3 separate regions of the Sus scrofa genome follow, and regions 1 and 3 are each linked to region 2. The links are chromatin contacts, called in public Hi-C and HiChIP or PLAC-seq maps. All regions are on one chromosome and are shown on one strand. Each heading gives the region's core, a stretch centred on a gene start, on an enhancer-like site or on the middle of the called end of the contact. The rest is flanking DNA. Distances are from core to core; before and after follow the strand shown. Region 1 holds the start of DUSP11 (RNA/RNP complex-1-interacting phosphatase). Region 2 holds the start of DGUOK (deoxyguanosine kinase, mitochondrial). Region 3 overlaps TET3 (methylcytosine dioxygenase TET3).

Region 1 (3,760 bases), core at 310-2,809, 110 kb after region 2:
ATCTAATGTAAGATAGGTTATCCTTTGCTGTTCCACTGGGGCAGAATTCATAGTTTTTCTAAGAGATCCCTTTTAACAGATCCCTATGCCTGATATTGTGAGGAAATCTTATGCTTGAGCTCTATTCTTATCTCTCTCTCGTATTTTTTGGTATTTCTAAAACATAAATACGTACTGTCAACATCCAGCGTGATACCAGGCACATGACAGAAACTCAATAAATGAGTGGGAATTTAAGTTGATACCATATAAATACACAGACACACACACACATATATGGCCACACTGGTGGCATATTTATGTGTGTGTGTATATGTGTGCATGTGTGTATATACATACACATACACATATATATATGGAAGTTCCTGATCCAGGGATTGAATCTGAACCGCATCTATGACCTATACTGCAGCTGCAGCAGTGCCAGATCCTTGTAACCCACTGTGCTGGGCTGGGGGTCTAACCCATGCCTCTGCATCAACCGGAGCCACTGCAGTCAGATTCTTAACACACTGCACTACAGCAGGAATTCCCAATACAATATTTTTGGAGATTAATTAGGCATTATCTTTCAAAAAAATTTTTTTTGTCTTTTTAGGGCTATGCCCTCAGCATATGGAAATTCCCAGGCCACAACCACAGCCACAGCCACACCAGATTGGAGCTACATCCTTGACCTATGCCACAGCTTGGGGCAATGCCAGATCCGTAACCCACTGAGTGAGGCCAGGGATCAAACCCACATCCTCATGGATATTAATAGGGTTTTTAACCCGCTGAGCCACAACAGGAACGCCTCTTTCAAAATTTTACATTTGTATTTCCTTCATTCCAGCAATTCTACTTCTAGAAATATAGATATAGATGTATACATGTATTAGGATGTTCACATTGCAGCCCATCTGCAGGATATTATTTTTTATTATTATTATTTTTTAAACCGAAAACTGTAAGTCCATCAATATTGGACTAGTTATATAGAGTATGGAATATTATGCACCATTAAAAGGAATAGAATGAGGAGTTCCTGCTGTGGCACAATAGGATCAGTGGCATTGGAGCACTAGGGTGCAGGTTGGTTCCCCTGCCCACCACAGTGGGTTAAGGGTCCGGCATTGCTGCAGCTGTAGCTTAGGTCGAATCTATGGCTGAGAGCTGATCCCTGGCCCAGGAACTCCATATGCTGAGGGTCGGCCAAAAAAGAAAAATGAAAGAATGGAATGAATGTATAAATAAATTGGGGAAATCAGTATCCAAGCTAGACTGCAGAATATGTATAGTATGCTGCTTTTATTTAAAATATAGGATATACATTATGTACAAATACTTATATACAAGGTACAACAAATGTGACTGTAACGTTTGTAAAATATGTTAGCACTACACAAGAAACTGGGATTGTGAGACAGCTTTCCAGGTCCTGCACTATTGTACTTCTGAGGGTACACACAAACTAACAGACCTGTGCTACCAGCCGCCCGCTAAAGAGGGCACTGCAGCCAGCAGAGTCTTGTTTACTAATCAAGTTTCTTAGTCGGCCGGCGTGGTGACGTCATCTCGACGAGCAGTGGCGCATGCGCAACAGCAAGGCGATCGGGGCGCGGCGAGGGTTGCTGCTTAGGCGCTTCCGGTTCCGGATCGAGTCTAGCTTTGGGTGCGCCGGCCTGGCGAGTTTAGCATTTTTGGCCTTCTGTGGGCGTCTTCTTGGGGGCTACATGAGCCACTGTCATCATGCTCACAGACGCTGGAGCCAGAGTTGGGTCTACTCTGGTCATTCCTCCGCCAAGAAGAAAGGTGGAAACCACATCCCGGAAAGGTAATATGCCTTGGCTCCTGGGCCTGGGCTTCAGGTCTGCGCTCTCTGCTTGTCACTGTGGCTTCCGAGCGCTTGCCCCGCCCGACTTGTGCTACGGGGCATTCATCCTCTCGCTTCGCCGTACGTAGTAGCTGGAAGGGACGGTCTGATGTTTTCATTTCTTCCCGTTGTTTTAAAAGCGAGGCTCTGGCCATTGCTTCTCGGGTAAAATGCAGAGAGACTGCTTTTTAAGATGGAAGCGGCAGTGTTGGGATTTCCTCTTAATTACTGAAATGGAGTCTCCTTCAATTCCTCAAGTTGTGCTACAGAAAATGTAATAATTGAATTTGAGTGAAAAAACCCAGCAGCGCCGCCGAGTTTTCCATCGAAAAAGTTGCTTTGTGTGGTTTCTGTTGCTTCTTAACCGGTGACATTTGGAAGATCTACCTCTGTACGTTCAAATGATTAATTTGGAGACATTGCTCATGCGCAGTAAACTCGTTTATTCCTTGAGATTTTCCTTTTTTCCTCTCTTACCACATTAAGTTCGCTTCAGTTTATCTCTTGAATTTCTTTTGAAACTGTCACCTCTCCATTAGCGTTCTAATACTGAACTTGGCTACCTGTTGCAATTAGGTCCCTACGAGTGTCTGTATATCTACTCTTGTTTCCTTTCAATCCATTCTTCACACAAGAAATATTTTTAAGACACAAAGTTGGAATATTGCTCATAAACATCTCTCAAAAGCATTTTTCCCCCCAAAGCATTGTTTTAAGAATAAAAAACAAACCCTTGACCTCTAAGACCCTGCATGGTATAGAATCTTCTCTGCTTCTAGACCCCCGTCTTTGCTACTTTTGCCTTCACTTTCTATGCTTCAGATACTCTGAATTAACCTTAGTTCAAACTCATCCTACACAAGTCAGTTCACATATTACTTTTCACTGTGATTCCTAACTTTAAGTGAAGTTCACAGTCCTTTTATCACCAGGTTTTCTTTTATATTTTAATTTTTTAAAATGAGAGTTGCAACATTTATGTCACGTCTCTCTCTCTTTTTCTTTTTTTTGCCACACTTGCAGCATGTGGAAGTTCCCCAGCCAGGGATCGAACCTGCACTACAGCAGCAACCCACAGTGGTGAAAATGCAGTGGTGAAAATGCAGGAGCCTTAACCCGCTGAGCTACCAGAGGACTCACATAAGGTTTTCTTTTAAAATATGAATTTGAAGTTCCGTACTGATTGAGTTTGATGGCATCAGTTGTATGAGGACTGAAAAGAAACCGTGAAGTCAAAGAATTGAATTTTAACTATCTCAGTCAACATTTGAGTAGTAATGATACCTTAGTATTGAAGACCGGCCTAGGTTTTATCAGGTAGACAGAAGTTCCGACCATCTCTGGTGTTAGATATACCTTATTTGTTGAGATCTTTGCACTGTTTAATTGCCTTTTATCTGTTTTTGAGCTGGGGAAACAGGAGGAAGGCAAGTATAGGTTCTTACTAGATGGGGTTGAATAATTGGAGCAGCAAAATGCCAACAGAAGGAGGGGACCTCCTGTAGAGGGCTGTGATTTCCATTTACAAGGAGCCTTCATCCTATGCAGAGAGACAGGCTAACATAAAATTTGCCTAATGAAAAATGTGTTAATAGGTGGAAAGACTATCTCCCAGTTGGACAGCGGATGCCTGGGACACGTTTCATTGCTTTCAAAGTTCCTTTGAAAAAGGTAAGCAAAGGTTAATACAGTATTCTTTCAGAAGTCTAAAATCACTGTATTGAACCCTGGTTCTCAACTCTGTCATACTCCATTTTCCCTTTTTATAGTGGATATGTTGTGATAACCCTTGTTGTCCTGAAATCAAGTTCATAGGCAAATACGGTTTACTTTCCTGCTTAATTTTGTTTACTTATTTATTTTTGGGGGGTGAAAGAGAAAAGGATAGCTTTATTGCTTTTCCAG
Region 2 (3,748 bases), core at 1,115-3,614:
CATTTGCATGCCCATCAACACACATAGGTTCCTGGCTTTCAATACTGTCTACATGTATAACTAGAGTCCAGGGAGACTCTCAATTCTGGACTCAGATATCCAATGGGCTATTCAACATTCCTATTTAGATATATAATAAGCATACAAAAACCTAACACGGCCTAAAACCAAAAACTGGAAATGACCCTCTGCCCCCAGGCTGTTCTTCTCACTCTTCTCCATCTAAGAAAATTGGATCTTTTTTTTTTTTTTTTTTTTTGGCTGCACCTGCACCATGTGGAAGCTCCCAAGGCCAGGGATCAAACCCATGCCACAGCAGCAACCCTAGCCATAGCAGGGACACCACCAGGTCCTTAATCTGAGGTACCACAAGGGAACTCCAGAAATCCCCCTTTCAAGGGGCTGAGGCTGAAATGATTAGACATTACTAACCTCTCTTTATCTTATATTCCTCATCTTTCTGTTACCAAATCCAGTGGGCCCTATTTTCAATGTAACTAGAATCTAATCACTTCTTACCACCTCCACTGTTACTGCCCTGTTCCAACATACCATAACTCATCATTGCAACAACTTCCTGACACCTTCTATTTTCAACACAGAGTGATCTTTTTAAAATCTAAGTCAATCATCATGTCACTTGACTGCTCAAACCTTCCAATTGTTTCCCTTCACAATTAGAATAAAAATCCATGATGGACTACAAGGCCTAGGCAAGGGGTGGCTAGTTTACCTTCTGACCTCATCATCCCCACACTCCCCACTGCCCACTCCATTCCAGCCACAGCAGCTTTCCTCTCTGAACTTCCCATCTAGGGGGCCTGTGCACTAGGTTCTCACTCTGCCTGGAAGATTCTTCTAACCCTCACCTTCCTTGGGTTTTTGCTTAAATGTCACCTTCTCAGTGAGGCCTGATTACTCAATTTAAAATTGCAACTTCCCTCAATCCCTGATCCCTGAATTTCCTCTATCATGCTCATAACCAATATACTGTTTACTTTGTTTAATTTATGTTGTTTACTGTCTCTCTCTCTCTCTACTAGAGCTCCCTGAGAGCAGAGATTTTTATTTGTTCTGTTCACTGCTGTGTCCTCAGGGACAAAACCACTGTGGGATTGTAGAAATTGCTCACAGGGCTATTTCTTGAATGCATAAAATGAGAAATTTTCAGTATGCTGCTAGAATGTCTTCAATACTTTACACTTGCTAATCCCTTTTCAGGGCTTAGCAGCTTAATAGGTAAAAGTCTTAAGTTAGAATTTAGTAACATTATATTGAAATGCTTTGCTTTCATTTTATTTAAGATCCAGTGGGTCTCTCACTGGATTGCCAGGTGAAATAAGGACACCCAGTTAAATCTGTATTTTAGTTTTTCTTTTCTTTTTTTTTAAGTGTATGTCCCAAATATTGCATGGGACACATACTAAAACATTATTCGTTATCTGAAACACTATTTTCAATGGGCATTCTTTTTTTCTCCCCTAAATCTGGCAATCTTATTATTACTATTATTATTATTTGTCTTTTTTTTTTTTTTTGCCTTTTCTAGGGCCGCACCTGCAGCATACGGAGTTTCCCAGGCTAGGGGTCTAATCGGAGCGGTAGCGGCCGGCCTACACCAGAGCCACAGCAACGCGGGATACGAGCCGCGTCTTCGACCTACACCACAGCTTATGAAAACGCCGGATCCCCAACCCACTGAGCGAGGCCAGGGATTGAACCCGCAACCTCATGGTTCCAAGTCGGATTCCTTAACAACTGAGCCACAACGGGAACTCCTAGCAACCTTATCTTAGGGGAAAAAAAAGAACTTGCACCCTGCTCCTTATTTCTATTTTGTTCTATCAAAACAAGCTAACTCTTGTCCTATCTGTGGACTGCGTGGCTTCTATGCCCCAATAAACGTGTCTCTGTGGGAGAGAACTGAGGCTTGACGCCTGAAAAATCAGAGTCAAAGGCCCAGAGTGCACTTAAGGGGAAAAGGCCTGGCAGCTCAGTCCGGCCACATCAGTCGGGGAGGGAGGGGGTTGCAAGCCCAGCTCCCTTTTGCAGCCTCTCAAGCACCTGCTCTGCGGAGGCCGAGGCTTGGCAGCTACTTTCTGGCCCTTACCAATGTTGCCTTCGATGGAGAGCCTTCGGGGCCCGCGCCCCGCGTGCAGACCCCTGGAGGGGGGCCCGCCCTTGACTGGGCTCTGAGCCATGGATTTGGAGGATGATCGCAGCAGCCTTAGATAGAGCCGAAGCGCGGTCATCACACCCACGATTCACGCAGCGATCACTTCCGCCGAGAGCCGTTCCGCCCCCGGTAGCGCAGTACACGCACTCCGGCGCGCCTTCTACGTCAGGCGATCGCCAGGCAGGAAGTGGGTGGGGTTGAGAGGACTGGAGGGGAGGGGCCAAAGGGAAGCTCTGTTCTCGCGATGTTCGTGGGAGGGTGTAACGAAAAGGAAGACGCCTGATGTAGGCAACGGGGAAGATTGCTGATGAGAGGTGCTGCTGTAGGATTTGCACCTTCTTTTTTGTTCACTGGACAAATAGCACTTAAAAAGAGACATAAATTAACGGTCTCAGCGCCTTTGCCTTTTTGTATCACTGTAACATAAATTTCACAACTGAAGACAAAAATAATTGTAATTTTAAGCGACTCCCCCACCCCCCGCCCCCACGTTGTCTGGTTTTTATTCTGACACAGGAAGAAGTTGGACGGTTTTCAGTAGGAAGAAGATGCAACCTGAAGATTTACACAAATTAACGTTTTCCCATGCCCTGTTAATTCGTGGCATAATGCTGGCACCTTTTTGAATACGTTAAATTCATCAACTACACCCCACCTCTTATTTTGCTTCTTGAATGGATAAACAAACTTTTGCCCCATCAATTTGCATAGTAGCCAAATATTCTGTAAGGATAAAGAGGGTGGAAGCTCAGGGACGCGTGTGGAACTCGTTTAAACCAGATAAACTGGGTTCTGTGGGCGTGAGCAATGGCGGAGGCGAGGTGGCTGGTGGGGATTCAGAATGGGATTTGTAAAAGCTTGGGAAAAGCCAGGATAAAGAGAGACTTTCTAATGCATAAATGTATAAAACTGGAATCCAGCAGTCGGTGGAGAATTGTGTTTTGCAGAAGGACAGGGACAATTCTGAGCTGCTGCCACCGGATGAGGCCCTAACAGGCTTTGTCCTGCCACACCCCATGGATGTAACGACTTTAGAACTAAGGATTTATGAAATGTTGTCAAATGATGCCTCCACCTTCCACAAGAGTCAAACCGGGAGGCAACAGGCAAACCAGCATTCTGGCAGCAATCTTAGATGAGGGAGGTTTTAGGAAACCATTCTGTTTGCCAGAATCAGTAGGGCGGGGCCAGTGACTGGGACAACTGTTTGCAAATCTGGCACAGGAATTTTTTCCTATATTAATGTTTATATGGGATGGCTGAAATGACATTAGTATACTATATTCCCATACAATCTAATTAAAAATAGAGTGTACATTTTATTCAGGATAGCCTGGGTGGGTCGCAGGCAGCTAAAGTCTATCCCATCCCCCACTCCCACTCCCACAGCTACTTCTGTGTAAGAATACTGCTTACCTTTCTTTCCTTTCCTTTCCTTTTTGTTTTTTTTCTTTCTGAGCCACAGCCACGGCATAGGGAAGTTCCTGGGTCAGGGGTCAGGAATTGAGTCCGGGCTGGAGCTGCAATCTACACCACAGCTTGTGGCAACGCTGGATCCTTAACCCATTGAGC
Region 3 (4,124 bases), core at 1,247-3,746, 86 kb before region 2:
CCCACAACACGACGATGGGTGGATATTAGGCTGGGAGCTGCCAGCGGGAGGGCAGGGCCAGCAGAATGCAGGCCGGGAGGAACGGAGAACACACTTGGAGAGAGCTGAAGAGAAGCCATCGCTAGGCAGGAGGGGGTGCTTTCCGGAGTAAACAAACCTGCCAGCAGTCCTTCCTCCCAGCAGAGAGGGAAGCTCTGGCTGACCAGGCCGGAGACACGGAGGAGGGAGGGAGCTGCCCTCTCCCTGAGCCCATCTGTCCTCAACTCCTTGTCCTGCTTTCCCCACGGTGGGGGGCAGATCAGGTGCGCTCCATGATCTCCGGGTCCGCAGCCCTCAACGGCACACAGGTGATCACAGCTCCCCCCTGTCAGTGGTGGGAGGCCAGAAGAGGAAGTGGAGGTGGAACCTGGGGATTCTGCTCTGGAGAAAGGGCGTGGAGTGAGCTCATAGCTCTCTCCCCACCCACGGCATCGCCAGTATCAACCGCCCTCTGCCTGCCTCAGGGGCCTCCCACAGTCTCGTCCCAGGTGGTCGCCCACTACTTCCAGACTCACCGAGGCGTCGCCCAGTTCAGGGGAGCTGGTGGCACCTGGCTCTTCTTCTCCTTCCCCCAGAAGCAAAAGCCTTGCCCTCCCCCAAGCACTTCCTTGCCTGAAGTTTCTTGGGAGGAGGCCAGGGAACCACCCTGGCTCCTGATCCACCCCGCAACCTCACACAGGAGCCCCCACCCCCTGAGGGGAAGCAGGGCCCCTCCCTGCCAGCGTCCCCGCCCAGGCAGTGAGGGTGGCACTTCCAGCACCCACAGTTTTCCCAGGAAGCCAGAGGAGGATTTCCAGGGAGAAAATCTAAGAGCATCTGGGGACATGAGCAGCTCGCCCACCTGCTACCTCAGCAACCAGATTCCCTCAGCTCCTCACAGGCTCCGGAAGCTGAAGGGGAAGACAGAGCTGAGGCAGCGGTAGGAATGGGCTCCCCCTCCTAGGAGAAGTCCCATCCAGTCCTGCCCTGCCCACCTGTCCCTACACTCCTTCCCCAGCCTCTCCGATCTTGAGAGGCAGTTACACGGAGCTGCCTCTTGCTCTGTTTTCTCCACCCTGGGCCAGCAGAGGATACTGCTGAGTAATCCCAAACTCACAGAGGATCCCCAGCCCTGAAAACAGAGCAATGCCCAAGAAAACCTACTGATCCTAGTCCTTGCCAACCTGGGAAAAACATCTGTGTTTCCTTGCAATGGCTTCTATTCCACAGACTCTGCCCTGCCCCAAATACCCCAGCCCTGTGGCCCTGGGACAACCACACGGAGAAGCTCAGTGCCCCTTTCTCCACTTTCCACGCACCTGGTAGGTGACATGCCCTTCCCAGGCCCCCAGACACCAGGCTGCACAGAGTAACAGCAGCCACCCGCCTGCAGGATTCCCAGTCATGATGTTGCATCAGCCCCCACCCTACCCAAAATATCCTCACCCCCACCACCTCCTCTCCAGCCATCTCCATGGTGACAGCAGCATGACTAATGACACCCTATCAGCTTCAGACTCAGGAGCGCAATTCCCCCTCTCCCTTATCCCCCCAACCCCCCCGGGGATTTCTGCAGATTGGATGCAAACCAACAGTGCCAGGGACATTCTCGAGAGATTTCCAGAGGCAAGGGTGGGGAGTGGGTTGCATGTCTTAAAAAAAAAAAAAAAAACCAGTTCAACAAACCCAGTCCCAACTGCACCCAAACCATCCAGCTGAGAAAGCAAAAAGAATCCAAACAAAACCCACACAGGCCTGAGAATTCATTGGCCGCCCACACCCCCGCCGCCCCTCCCCCTCAGCTGCTGCTACACACACAGTGGGAGATTAAGGGATCACCAGAGGAGACCCTTTATTTTTATCCAATCCAGTCAAACACTTCACCCCTACCACACACACACACACACACACACACACACACACACACACACACACAAGGTACCTTGACAGCTGCCCCTTGTCCCCACGGCCCGGCTCCTTCAGCAGCCTTTATTTCCACCTGCAAAAGAAGCCGGAGAGACTGATGAGCCAGGCTGACACCAGGAAAGCAGCAAAGTCCTTCTGCTGCACCCCCAGCGGCGCTGCAGGGGAAGCGGGAGAAGGGGAGGCAGGGGGCCTCGGAAAGAAAGGATAGCAGGGACCATCTTCCTGCCTCCAGCTGCCACCCAGACGCGCGGTGGATGGGCTCATTCGCCTTCCAGAGTGTTTTTGTTTTCATTTCTCCTTTTTCCATCCTCCCAAGATCCAGGAGGACTCTGCCCCTCCTCCTGCGTCCGGTCTGGCCTCGTCCCTCCCCGCCCTGCCCGCTCTACCTCGGCCGGCCTCCTCTGGTGCATCGGCCGGCGGGCCTCCCATTATCCCCGCCGGAGCGCACGGAGGGAGGCACTGCAGAGGCGGCGGCGGCCAGCTGCCGGCTTGGCTCCCCTCCCCGCCGCCGGCGAGGCTGGTGTGGAGGGGGCGGCGCGCTCGCCAGCCAATCCCTGCGGCCGGCCGAGCGGGGGCAGGGCCGCCGGGGGCTGGACCTGCCCAGTTGGGAGGCGGGGGCACCGCCAAGGGTGCCGCGGAGCCGTGCTGGCTGCGGCCCAGGCCCGCCACTCCCGGCAGGCAGGGGATCCCGGGACACCCCCGCCTCCTCCCGAGAGTCGGGGCCGAAGGTACTACCCAGAGGCATCCTCTGCATCTAGCGGGTCAAAGACAGACTGCGCCTGGGGTAGAGCTGATGTTGGCGGGATTCCCCGCCTCGGGCCACTCTCTAACCCTAGGACACCAGCAAACTGCCTCATCCTAGCAGCAACTAGGACAGTGCCAGGCGCTATGATAAGAGCAACGGCCCCTGCAATCTTCCAAGAAAGAAAAAAAAAAAAAAAAAAAAAGGCTTGGCAATATGAACCTTCACCCCGTTTTGCACATAAGGAAACAGGCAAGATAAGTGAAGTAACTTACCCAAGGTGACACAGCTAGAGCAGGGCAGCACGAGGACTTCAGCCAGGTCTGACTGGCTCTCAAGACCAGACTCTTAACCATTATGCAGTCCTACTCCGCCCCCCCTCTGACAGATTTCTTCCTGAAGCCCACACTGCCTGTGGCTCAAAGCCTCACCAAGTCAGAGGTGCCCTCCCTTGCACACAAACACCCACATGGCATCTTAGGATCACTCATCCCCGGTGCCTGAACAGACGCCACCCCCTCCATACAGCCTCACCACCACACTCAGTGTCTCCTCCTCTTTTAGAAAGGCCACGTGAGGTGATGCCCCCAGATCTCAGGGCTTCCCATTCCCTGGAGAGGCTGAGGAGGGGAGGCAGCGCCAGACCTCCAGTTCCCAGACTCTGAGCCTCTGGAGGCTGCAAGCCCCAGGAGACAGAAGGAGAAAGAACGGAAAAGGGAGGGGAAAGCCCTGCAATTCCTAGGCACCCCAGGGCACATCCTGCCTCACTCCATCCCCTCCCCATAGCTGAACGCCCCAGAGCCTCCGCCTTCCAGGAACGGGCCTTCCATGGGCTCTGGTACTCACACATCTGGTTCAGGTCCTGGTTCTCCTATCTAGCTGCAGGACCCGGGCAGTGGCACCTCGCTTCTTAGCCTACTTTTGTTCATCTGCAAAAGAGAACTACAAAAGCAGCTACCTCATCCACAGTTGTGAGGACTCCTAAAAAAATGAAACACAGTGCCCGCCAGTGTAGGCACTGCTAGTTACCACTCTTAACTACTGAGAGAGCTCACTGTGTGACTGTGTGCTACTTCTCATACTAGAGAAGAACTAGTTAGGATATGAAAGAGTTCATTTCAGTGACGCACTCTGCTACCAGCTTCACCGCACCTGCCCAATAACTCCCCCTCCCTGAAGCCCAAGGGGTACTCAGAATGGGGTGAGATGCCTTAGGAAAGACATCAAAGCTGGCCTCTGGTGAGGGGATTCCAGGAGGCACCAGGGCCCACACCTGCCCCACCCTGGGGACAAAGGGCAGCCCTACTTGGCGCCTCCCTAGGGCAGGGAGGAAGGCAGGTGACAGGGCAGGGCAAGGAGCATTGTCCTCAGCCACAGGCTTCTGTTCCCCTTAGCTCTGACCTTAGCCAGGCCAAGTGAAGTGCCTCCTTCATCTTGG

Evidence for each region. Hi-C and Micro-C count contacts between places; a contact is called where the count stands out from the background. HiChIP or PLAC-seq counts read pairs in DNA pulled down with a chosen protein or histone mark.
Region 1: a Hi-C map of skeletal muscle shows a contact between it and region 2, with 7 times the contacts expected there. The contact joins the promoter of DUSP11 here to the promoter of DGUOK in region 2. A contact is called at or near these places in 5 of 47 Hi-C or Micro-C datasets (embryonic fibroblasts, heart right ventricle, liver and 1 more) and 1 of 2 datasets of contacts at active chromatin or transcription factors (alveolar macrophages).
Region 3: a contact with region 2 is called in an H3K27ac HiChIP or PLAC-seq map of alveolar macrophages. The contact joins the enhancer-like site here to the promoter of DGUOK in region 2. A contact is called at or near these places in 5 of 47 Hi-C or Micro-C datasets (alveolar macrophages, embryonic fibroblasts, fetal liver and 1 more) and 2 of 2 datasets of contacts at active chromatin or transcription factors (alveolar macrophages and skeletal muscle).

The regions. Positions count from the first base shown.
Region 1 is chr3:69,204,613-69,208,372 of Sscrofa11.1, forward strand. DUSP11 (RNA/RNP complex-1-interacting phosphatase) reads left to right here and starts at 1,560. Exons shown (of 8, transcript XM_003125007.6): 1 at 1,560-1,816; 2 at 3,451-3,526. The coding sequence starts at 1,575.
Region 2 is chr3:69,089,002-69,092,749 of Sscrofa11.1, forward strand. DGUOK (deoxyguanosine kinase, mitochondrial) reads right to left here and starts at 2,365. Exons shown (of 6, transcript XM_021087369.1): 1 at 2,111-2,365.
Region 3 is chr3:69,002,470-69,006,593 of Sscrofa11.1, forward strand. TET3 (methylcytosine dioxygenase TET3) reads right to left here. Exons shown (of 12, transcript XM_021087365.1): 2 at 1,961-2,017. Among named protein-coding and RNA genes, the nearest start is that of TET3, 16 kb to the right of the region's middle. Within about 2 kb of position 2,497, at least 58 of the 83 cell types and tissues checked have an H3K27ac peak or open chromatin away from gene starts, as enhancers often do. A contact at or near this core is called in alveolar macrophages, embryonic fibroblasts and fetal liver, where this site is marked.